Linked DNA regions of Lactuca sativa: region 2 is linked to region 1. The links are chromatin contacts, called in public Hi-C maps. All regions are on one chromosome and are shown on one strand. Each heading gives the region's core, a stretch centred on a gene start, on an enhancer-like site or on the middle of the called end of the contact. The rest is flanking DNA. Distances are from core to core; before and after follow the strand shown. Region 1 holds the start of LOC111880551. Region 2 holds the start of LOC111919899 (ethanolamine-phosphate cytidylyltransferase).

Region 1 (4,345 bases), core at 78-2,577:
TAATAAAGAATTAGAATCTTACCAAGATAAAGCAGGATCTTGCAAGTAATCATCAGAAAAATGATCATGGAAGTGTTGCTCATTTGCATTTATCAACCACGGTGGGAATTCGATAATTTGATCAAACGGATTAAACCCATGAAAATCATCTTTTTGGGTATCAACTTTTGTTTCCTCTTGTCCAATTTCCATGGTTTTCAAGAACTTGAACCATCGTGCTGACATCATCAAATTCACAGTATCATTCCATTCCATTTGGTGTTGCTCTCCTAACGACTTAATCTCCTCGAGTTCCTCATCATCCATGGCATGATGTAGGCCGCCAGCTACCACCTCCTCCGGCATGCCAGCTGCTGTTTCACCGGCGGAAATGGCGGCAGATGAGGAAGTAGATGAAGATGAAGATGAAGAAGAAGAAGAAGAAGAAGAAGATGATGATGATGATGATGATGATGATGATAATGACGATGAAGAGGGATATATTGATAATGGATGCTGGTAAAGGTTTGCGTCTAAGTTTTTAAAATCTTGAAAATTGAGATTTAATCCTAATGTTTGATTAGGAAGTGGGAAATTTAGATTTTCTTGATATAGTGGCGGCAGAGGAGGAGGAGCAATTGTAGGTATAGCCCAGTAATGAGGAACGGAGGCGGCGACGGTAGTGGCAGTGGCGGTGGCGGTGGCGGTGGTGGTGGCGGTGGCGGCTTCTTGTTGTTTCATGGAAGCTCTATGAAACTTAAGGGCAGTGACAATTTCTCTCCTGGCTTCAGCCATATTTAGAAGGCGTTCTTGATAAGGTCTTGTGGTGTGTTGCCTCCTCCTAACTTGTTTCTTGATTTGTGGTGGTGGAGGTGGTGGTTGTGGTGGTGGTGATTCTTGTTTCATATTGAGATGATCACCGAAGGATTCGCCATTCATATTTACGATTCCGCCATCGAAGGGATCTTTGGGCCTTGTAGAGGTCAAGTGTTTGACTAGGCTACGTATGTAAGCACCAGAGAGATGAGGCTCCTCTTTAACCTTATCAACTTTGTCTTTTTCCATTGATACCCCTACTCTGTTAATCCTCCCTTGCTTTGAAGACGATCTACCCTTCATTCTTTTCCTCCCCCTTCTATACCCTTTTCGTCCTTACAGAAGAGATTGGGAAAATTTTGGTTTCCTTTTGTGTAAGCAAAAGTAATACTTACACTTACAGAGGTCACCAGGTCTCTTGAATGTTATAAATAGCTGCCCATCAGTCTATTTTTTTCATTTTTCTTTTTCTTTTTATTTTTTAATTCTGTTTTCCGCAAATTTTCTGCAATTTTTTTAGAAAAGCATGTGCAGTGTGAAAGTTTCAATTCCAATATTGAAAATAGATTCAAGTGTGGAAAATAGATTGGACTTATTAGATTATGATCATATAGGGTTGTGAGTTGAGTGAATTTGATTTACATGTCACAATGTTTTTTTGAACATTATGGGCTATGGTTGCAAAAATAATAGTCTTGTGTAGAAACTAGTAAGGTCATCCTTTCCATTTTTTATTTTTTGAAAAAACAACACTAAATATTTTGGATTTTTTCCTATTTTGGCAAACAACTAGGTTCTTACGTTTTTGTCTTTTAAAATAAAATAAAATATGCCCTTCCTTTCAAATAGTATTTACAGTACTACCATGAAGGTGCAACAAGAGCTTTCACTCTTTCATCATTCAACACATGTACATAGTTAAATCCTATCTCTTCCAAACAAAGAAGAAACTAGAAGAACAACAGTAAACCCAAGAATTTGAATAAAATTTTGGTCAAAGAATTGTATAAATAAAGACCAGAATTTCTTCTTTTTATCAATGTCTGACTTCGATGAATTATAAGGGTGGATATAGATTTTAATCGTCATCACTAATATTAAAATATGCACAACTACACAAGCCCTCATGGTATAGGATTCGTTAGAATTTGCGTTCTCTCATCCATGCTAAAAAAAGAGCGAACAATAAAAAACAGTTTGCCTAAAATAGTAAATATGCTGAAAAGATACGTCATATAAAGGCAAAAAAGCAACTGGCATGACAGTTTTGTGTACTTGTTATGATGGAAATATTTGCTTCGCTAACACTATCAGTATCCATTTCAAGACTTAATATTAATAAAAATCAATGGGTTAAAATAGAAATGCAATCTTGAATTTTTCTAATCAAATATTGCATTGAAAACGAATGCAACTCAAACTAATTGGAATCTTGATTCTTGCAGTAAACTTTCTTTTTTTATACATAACATATAATGTGAGAGCGTTTGTGTATGTGTTTTTAATGTGTACAAGGATAATATGCATGTATGTGTAAACTTTCTTTCTTTATACATATATAGATTTGAAAATTAACAAAAAAGTTAAATTTGCATTTATGAAGCATTGTTTCGTCCTTTTCGCAATTTATGCAATACAGTGCTTTTTATATAAAATATTCGTAATCTATTCAACAAAAGTGATTTTTTTTAATAGACAATATGCAACGGTAACAATACAAGAAATTTGGACAATAATAGGGTACAAGAGCATTAGCAATAGCAACGACATTCAACAATGTCACCGCTAATGCCCTAGTCACCGTTAAGAAACCGCAATATATCGTCACTAATGCTGCCACTTGTCGTTGCTAATAGTGTTACACTATTGCTCATGATATGTGTGCTCTCTTCATATATAATTCAAGCCCTACATCATGTATACAATCCATGGGTCAACCATATGTTCTCATTCACTATAATCCAACCTTGGATTCCATCAACCACCACATTCAACATTCCTCTCTCTCTCTCTCTCTCTCTCTCTCTCTCTCTCTCTCTCTCTCTCTCTCTCTCTCTCTCTCTCTCTCTCTCTCTCTCTCTCTCTCTCTCTCATATATTCCCTTAATATTCACTCTAAAAACATAACTACAACCATGTCCACCACCTTGGCTACCATCAACCACCACCAAAAACCACCTTATTCTTACACCACCACACCATCTTCCTATGTTTTACACCATTAATCCCTGACAGAAAACTCACAACCACACCACCTTTCAATGTTCTTTGTCATTAGCCATTGTCAAACAACATCTACAGCCATGGACGGAGCATATATAGGGCCGGGGGGCTGTGCCCCCCCCCCCCCCCCCCCCCCCCTAAATTTTTTTATATATAGTCCATAAGTATTGAAAAGTTTACATATTATGCCCAAAACTATAAAATCTGACTTTAGCCCCCCTGTTTTTCAATTTTTATACGTATTCTATTTTCGGACCCCCCCAAATCATAACTTCAAGCTCCGTCACTGAGACTACAACATAAAAAAACGATCTCCGCCACTAACCACCTTCAGGTATTGTCGCATCCACTAGAATTTTAGATGATAGAGAGAGAGAGAGAGAGAGAGAGAGAGAGAGAGGTATATGAATAAATAGATTTTGCTTCGTAATCTTGAATTTAATGTTTTTCTAAATTATTTTAAATATAAAAAATGGATGAATGCTTTGTTATCTTGATGTGAATAATATTTTTTCTCTAATTTTCATATGCTATTTTTTGTTTGCTCCTTGTTTTATGATTTTTTAGAAAACAAATGCAGAACAAGATGAAGTCCAATGAGATGAACAAGATGATCATAATATCTTGTAGAAAGAAATTAATTGGAAATAACGATGACACCAACAGGGACGGCAACAATAACAACGCCATCAATAGCGTAGATTTTTGAGAAATAGGGACGAGACAATAACGACGACAGCAATAGCAACAACATATCGCTGCTAAACGCATTAGCGGTGATTGCTGAGGGGTTTAGTTGCTGACATGTCGCCCCTACCGCCTTTATTTCTTGTAGTGTAATTTATTTAAGGACAAAAAAATGGAATATTTTAATAGACCATCTCCAACTCATTACATTAGTTTTCACATCAAAAAGAATATTTTAGGTATATATTTTTTTTTTCTAAATTATATAGATTTTCAGAAAAAAAAAATTATTGTACTTATCAGCTTTTTATAAAATTGGTCCATATCTCTTTTTACAAAAACTTTATAAATTATATGTTTAGATAATTATAAGTTTATAACGAAAATAGGTTATTCGTGTATAATTATTTTCATGGTGTGTTTTACATCACCAAAAAGTACTAACTTTTTAAATACATTTGAAACATAAAAATTATAATATTTAATTAATATAAATAATAAATTAATATCACGTAACTAATAATATATGTAGAATATCATTATACAGAAAAGAAACTAGAAATGCACGAAATCTAAAGTTTAAGGACCAAATTGTACTAATAAAAATTTAACACCAAATTTGATCATTAACAAACACCATA
Region 2 (4,450 bases), core at 1,386-3,885, 240 kb after region 1:
TTACAAGTCATTTTCCCTAGAATTTAACATAAAACCAGATACATTCGGTCTCTATTTATAGGGGACCGAAGTTGCTGACTACGCTGAGTGTAAGTCCTTTGTATGTTGGGCGTACTGCGAGGCGGCCATCTACGCAGGGCGTACATGTGATAACCCTAATAGCCTCACTATCTAAGGAGGGAGTCCATGGGTTGCTTAGGGCCTAAGCAGTCAAATTAGGGTTTCTTTGTTAGATAACCCTAATAGCCTCACTATTTAAGGATCCCTATAGCACCAAAAACGTGGCCAAGAGTTTCCTTAGGGTTTCCACACGTTTTGGGTGCCTCCTCTCTTCTTCTTCTTCTTCTTCATCCTCTTGCTCTTGGTGTTTGTGAGCCATTAGAGGAGTGACACTTGTAACTCTAAGCTTTCTTAAGCCATTACAAGGAGGATTTGAGATTGTTGTTGCTACATAACAATCAAGGCATGATCTAAACCCTAATTCATATATATTATCGATTATCATATGCTAGATCTAGGGTTTAAAGTCTTGAATGATTGCATGTACAATAGAGAAACCTAGATCCAAGCATTAGGGTTTGCATGAGCACATAGGATGTTCTTATGGCTAAAACCCATCAGCTCCTTCTAGAGGGAGGGACGAACAAGGAGTCATCACATCAATCATGTGTCAAATCATTTGTGAAACTTGTCATTAAAGATGTATAATAATGTAATAATGCAAGTAGTTGTGTCATAATATGAGTAGATGTGTAATATATATTAGTAGTAGAGTTTGTCTACTGATTGTGCATTTGTTTAGTAAGTAGTCAGGTTAATAATGCAAAAATACAATATGTAGTTTGCCGCATGGTGATTTGCAATGTCTTTATAAGTATCCTTGATCCGTAGAAATAAAACATCCCAAGTTTATGAGCTAATAAGACTTTTTCTGTAATATGTATGTTGAAGTTTTTATCTTACAAAAAGGTCATTGCTTAATGTTTGGGCATGATGTTTGTGCATGATTTTTTTGGCGCGTCAGATTGTGAATCATAAGAGCGTGGGATGATCGCTAGTGGTTTTCAGCCTGGTCCAATGTATCTACCCTTAATGCATGTGTTCCACATAACTAGACATATGCCCTCCTCTTCATTTTTCCGACTTTCCCAATAGGCTCTCTAAAACACCCGACACAATCCCGTAAACTACATTGTATAATGTGGTTTTAAGATTTTCCAAACCATAAATCTCACCGCGAAGGTTCTTAATCGCGTTATGCAGTGCGGTGCAATGTGGTTTTTTGTTCCTTATGACATAAAACATTTTTAACTTTAGAACCCAAACTTATTTAGATAAATAATTTACGCAACGCTATACAATGATGAAAATGTCTTCATTAAATTTAGATTTTCGTCTATCAACCTAATACTTCTAACTTCCATGCTTATTACGACCGATATAACAATTAAAAATTTAAAAATAAAAAACATGAAAGTTGTAGATACTTGTCTCTTTTTTTCCAGAACATTTTGAATATCCATAATCGGAGCTACAAGGAGTCAAGGACTAATATATGATCAAAATACTCAGAGATAATCAATCTGTCCAACGATATTTATTTGCCTTTATTTGTCCGTTTTGTTTTGGAATTAATTCTCCGCTTAGCATGTAATGGCTAGGGAATAATGAATGTATATTGTCTTTAGTATTCGTTGTGCTATGATTTAAAGTTTAAACCACAATTTATTAGTTAAAAAGCACAAACAACACTATATAATACGGTTTAACAAAATTACAAGCCGAAACGACCACTTGGATTGTGGTGACTTAGTAAGACATATATAAGATGTTATGGGTAATCCATTGACTCATGTTTAAATCCGACATTATTCAGTCCTGTAACCATAAATGTTCGTCTGCAATGACTCTAAGACACGAGGCATAGCCTTATGTAGGGATGTCAACGGGGGCAAACGGGACGAGGAGTGCATCCCCCGCCACCGCCCCCGAATCCCCTTTATTACCCCCGCCCCCAAATCCCCTTTATTACCCCCGCCCACGATTGATTTTCGGTTGTCTTTTTTTGGGCTAAAAGAAGTTGTTATTTATGCTAAAAGAAACTATTTTTAAGGTAATAAATAATTATTTATAGCAAAATTTTACATGTTAAAAATAAAAAAGTTATGACATCTTAAAAATATTATACTAACAACTTAAAAATATGTTTTTTTTTGATGAATTTTGAAAGCTCAAAATCATGTTATTTATTATATTTATATAATTGACATATGTAAATATATATGTATAATTTATTAACGGGGTCCCCATGAGGGTTTGTGATGAGACTGCCTACCCCGCCTCCATTCCCGAAATTAAAACGAGGATTAACCTTGCCTCCGGTCCCGATTTTAATTTTTTTTCCTCCAAACTAGACGAGCCCCATGGGAACAGTATCCTACAGAACTTTTTGACATCCCTAATTCCTTATGTTTACCATGAGATTAGTTGGTGCACATAACCAGTCCAAAAATCTTTTCCTTCAAAAAAATTTCTAAACCGTGTTTCGTGACCCTTAAAAAAATAACGGAAGGAGAAAAGCTTCAACTTTGTATTATAATATTATTGGTAATATTGGGTCAAGTGGACTGCGAGGCCAGCAAAACAACCCTCGTGTCTCTTCTCGCTGCCCCATGTGATATTTTTTTTGATTATTTGCTTGCATCACCAGCTCCTCATTTTCTTTTCTTCTTCTTCTTCTTCTTCTTGTTTACGATATAAAATTTTCAATACAAGTATACAACCAACGCAAGAAAAGAAACACTCCAAATTCCACCACTTCTGCAACTAGCAGAAACATACGGACAAACACAGACGAGGAGGCACGAATTCCAACACAAAAAGGTAATAATTGTCTTCAGATTCCAACCTCCTTTCTCTATCTTTCTCTTAATTTTAACCAGATCATACGCAGATTTGGTAATCAAACGTAATTCGAATCTCATTCCTGTTTTGCATTTAATATGCCAGATTATAATTCGGTATCGTTTCCTGATCTGTTTTTGTGTTTTTTGCATCATAACTTGGTTCGCTATGCTCTGTGTTTTAGCCCTTAAGCTTGCGATCACTGTAAATTAGGTCTTTTCTCATCATATAAAAATTGGACAGAAAAACATCACATTTCGCATGTTGATCTTGTTTGATTTGGCGCAGTTATCTTGTTCTGATAATTTCGTTCAATTTCGTTTCATCATGGAATGAGGATTTCTACTTCAATTCGGTTAAAAACCGATGTTAATTTGGGTATATATGAAGGATTGGTAATTCATTTGTTTTATATCAATTCGTGAATGGTTACGTTTTTTAGATTAGAGTTTATTTTGACCTAATTAATCAGAAAATCAAAATCTTAATCTATTCCAATTGCCAAACAAGCTTTAACATGCAATAATCATTTTAGACGCACATCCAAGCACCTCTCATTTGCTCTAACACTTCTTCTTCTTCTATCAAACACCACCCATGGTTGAAAACAAAATCTCTGTGATGAATATGACAAATTCAGTAGTTTCTTCCATATTCTTCTCAAAAACTGGGTTCCTCATTTGTTTTGCAGGGTTTGTGTCTTCTTCTACATCATCAAAGAGGGCTGTAGAGCCCCCTTGGGAACCAAAGCTTTGGATCAACAATGGAATACCAGGCAAACTACTCCATCTGGGATGGGCTATACTACCACCCACATCTATTTGGTGGCATAATGTTAACAGCTGCATTGCTTGGTCTTTCCACAAGTTATCTAAGTGGTATAGCTTGTTTCCCTACTATTCCATACATGTTACCTTATTTAGGAAATCTCCAGAAGCAAAAATCCGGAAAGAAACGTATCCGTGTTTACATGGATGGGTGTTTTGATCTTATGCATTATGGTCATGCAAATGCTTTAAGACAAGCCAAAGCTTTAGGAGATGAATTGGTGGTTGGAGTTGTAAGTGATGAAGAAATCATCAAAAACAAAGGTCCTCCTGTTTTATCCATGGAAGAGAGGTATGCTTAATGCTTTATATCTTTTGCTCTCTCATCAACACATACAAATCTTATGTTTCACATGATATGGTGTTTAATCTCTTAAAGGTTGGCACTTGTTAGCGGATTGAAGTGGGTTGATGAGGTTATTGCTAATGCACCTTATGCTATTACTGAAGACTTTATGAATAGTCTTTTTAAGGAGCATAAGATTGATTATATCATACATGGAGATGATCCTTGTTTGCTTCCTGATGGAAGTGATGCATATGCTTTAGCAAAGAAAGTTGGGCGTTACAAACAGATCAAAAGAACAGAAGGTGTTTCAAGCACAGACATTGTAGGTACTACCTTCTAACTGAAAACAGCTAAATACAAGAAAATCAAGAAATGGTAATCTACTTTCATAGAAAGTACATTGCTATTTCTTGCTTTAAGTGGCATGATC

What was found. A called contact is a pair of places that touch in the nucleus more often than the background predicts.
Region 2: a contact with region 1 is called in a Hi-C map of leaf, with 5 times the contacts expected there. The contact joins the promoter of LOC111919899 here to the promoter of LOC111880551 in region 1. A contact is called at or near these places in 2 of 4 Hi-C or Micro-C datasets (leaf and seed).

What each region holds. Positions count from the first base shown.
Region 1 is chr5:200,064,512-200,068,856 of Lsat_Salinas_v11, forward strand. It overlaps LOC111880551, which reads right to left and starts at 1,328. Exons shown (of 2, transcript XM_023876973.3): 1 at 23-1,328. The coding sequence starts at 1,098.
Region 2 is chr5:200,298,968-200,303,417 of Lsat_Salinas_v11, forward strand. It overlaps LOC111919899 (ethanolamine-phosphate cytidylyltransferase), which reads left to right and starts at 2,636. Exons shown (of 10, transcript XM_023915453.3): 1 at 2,636-2,883; 2 at 3,596-4,023; 3 at 4,111-4,346. The coding sequence starts at 3,668.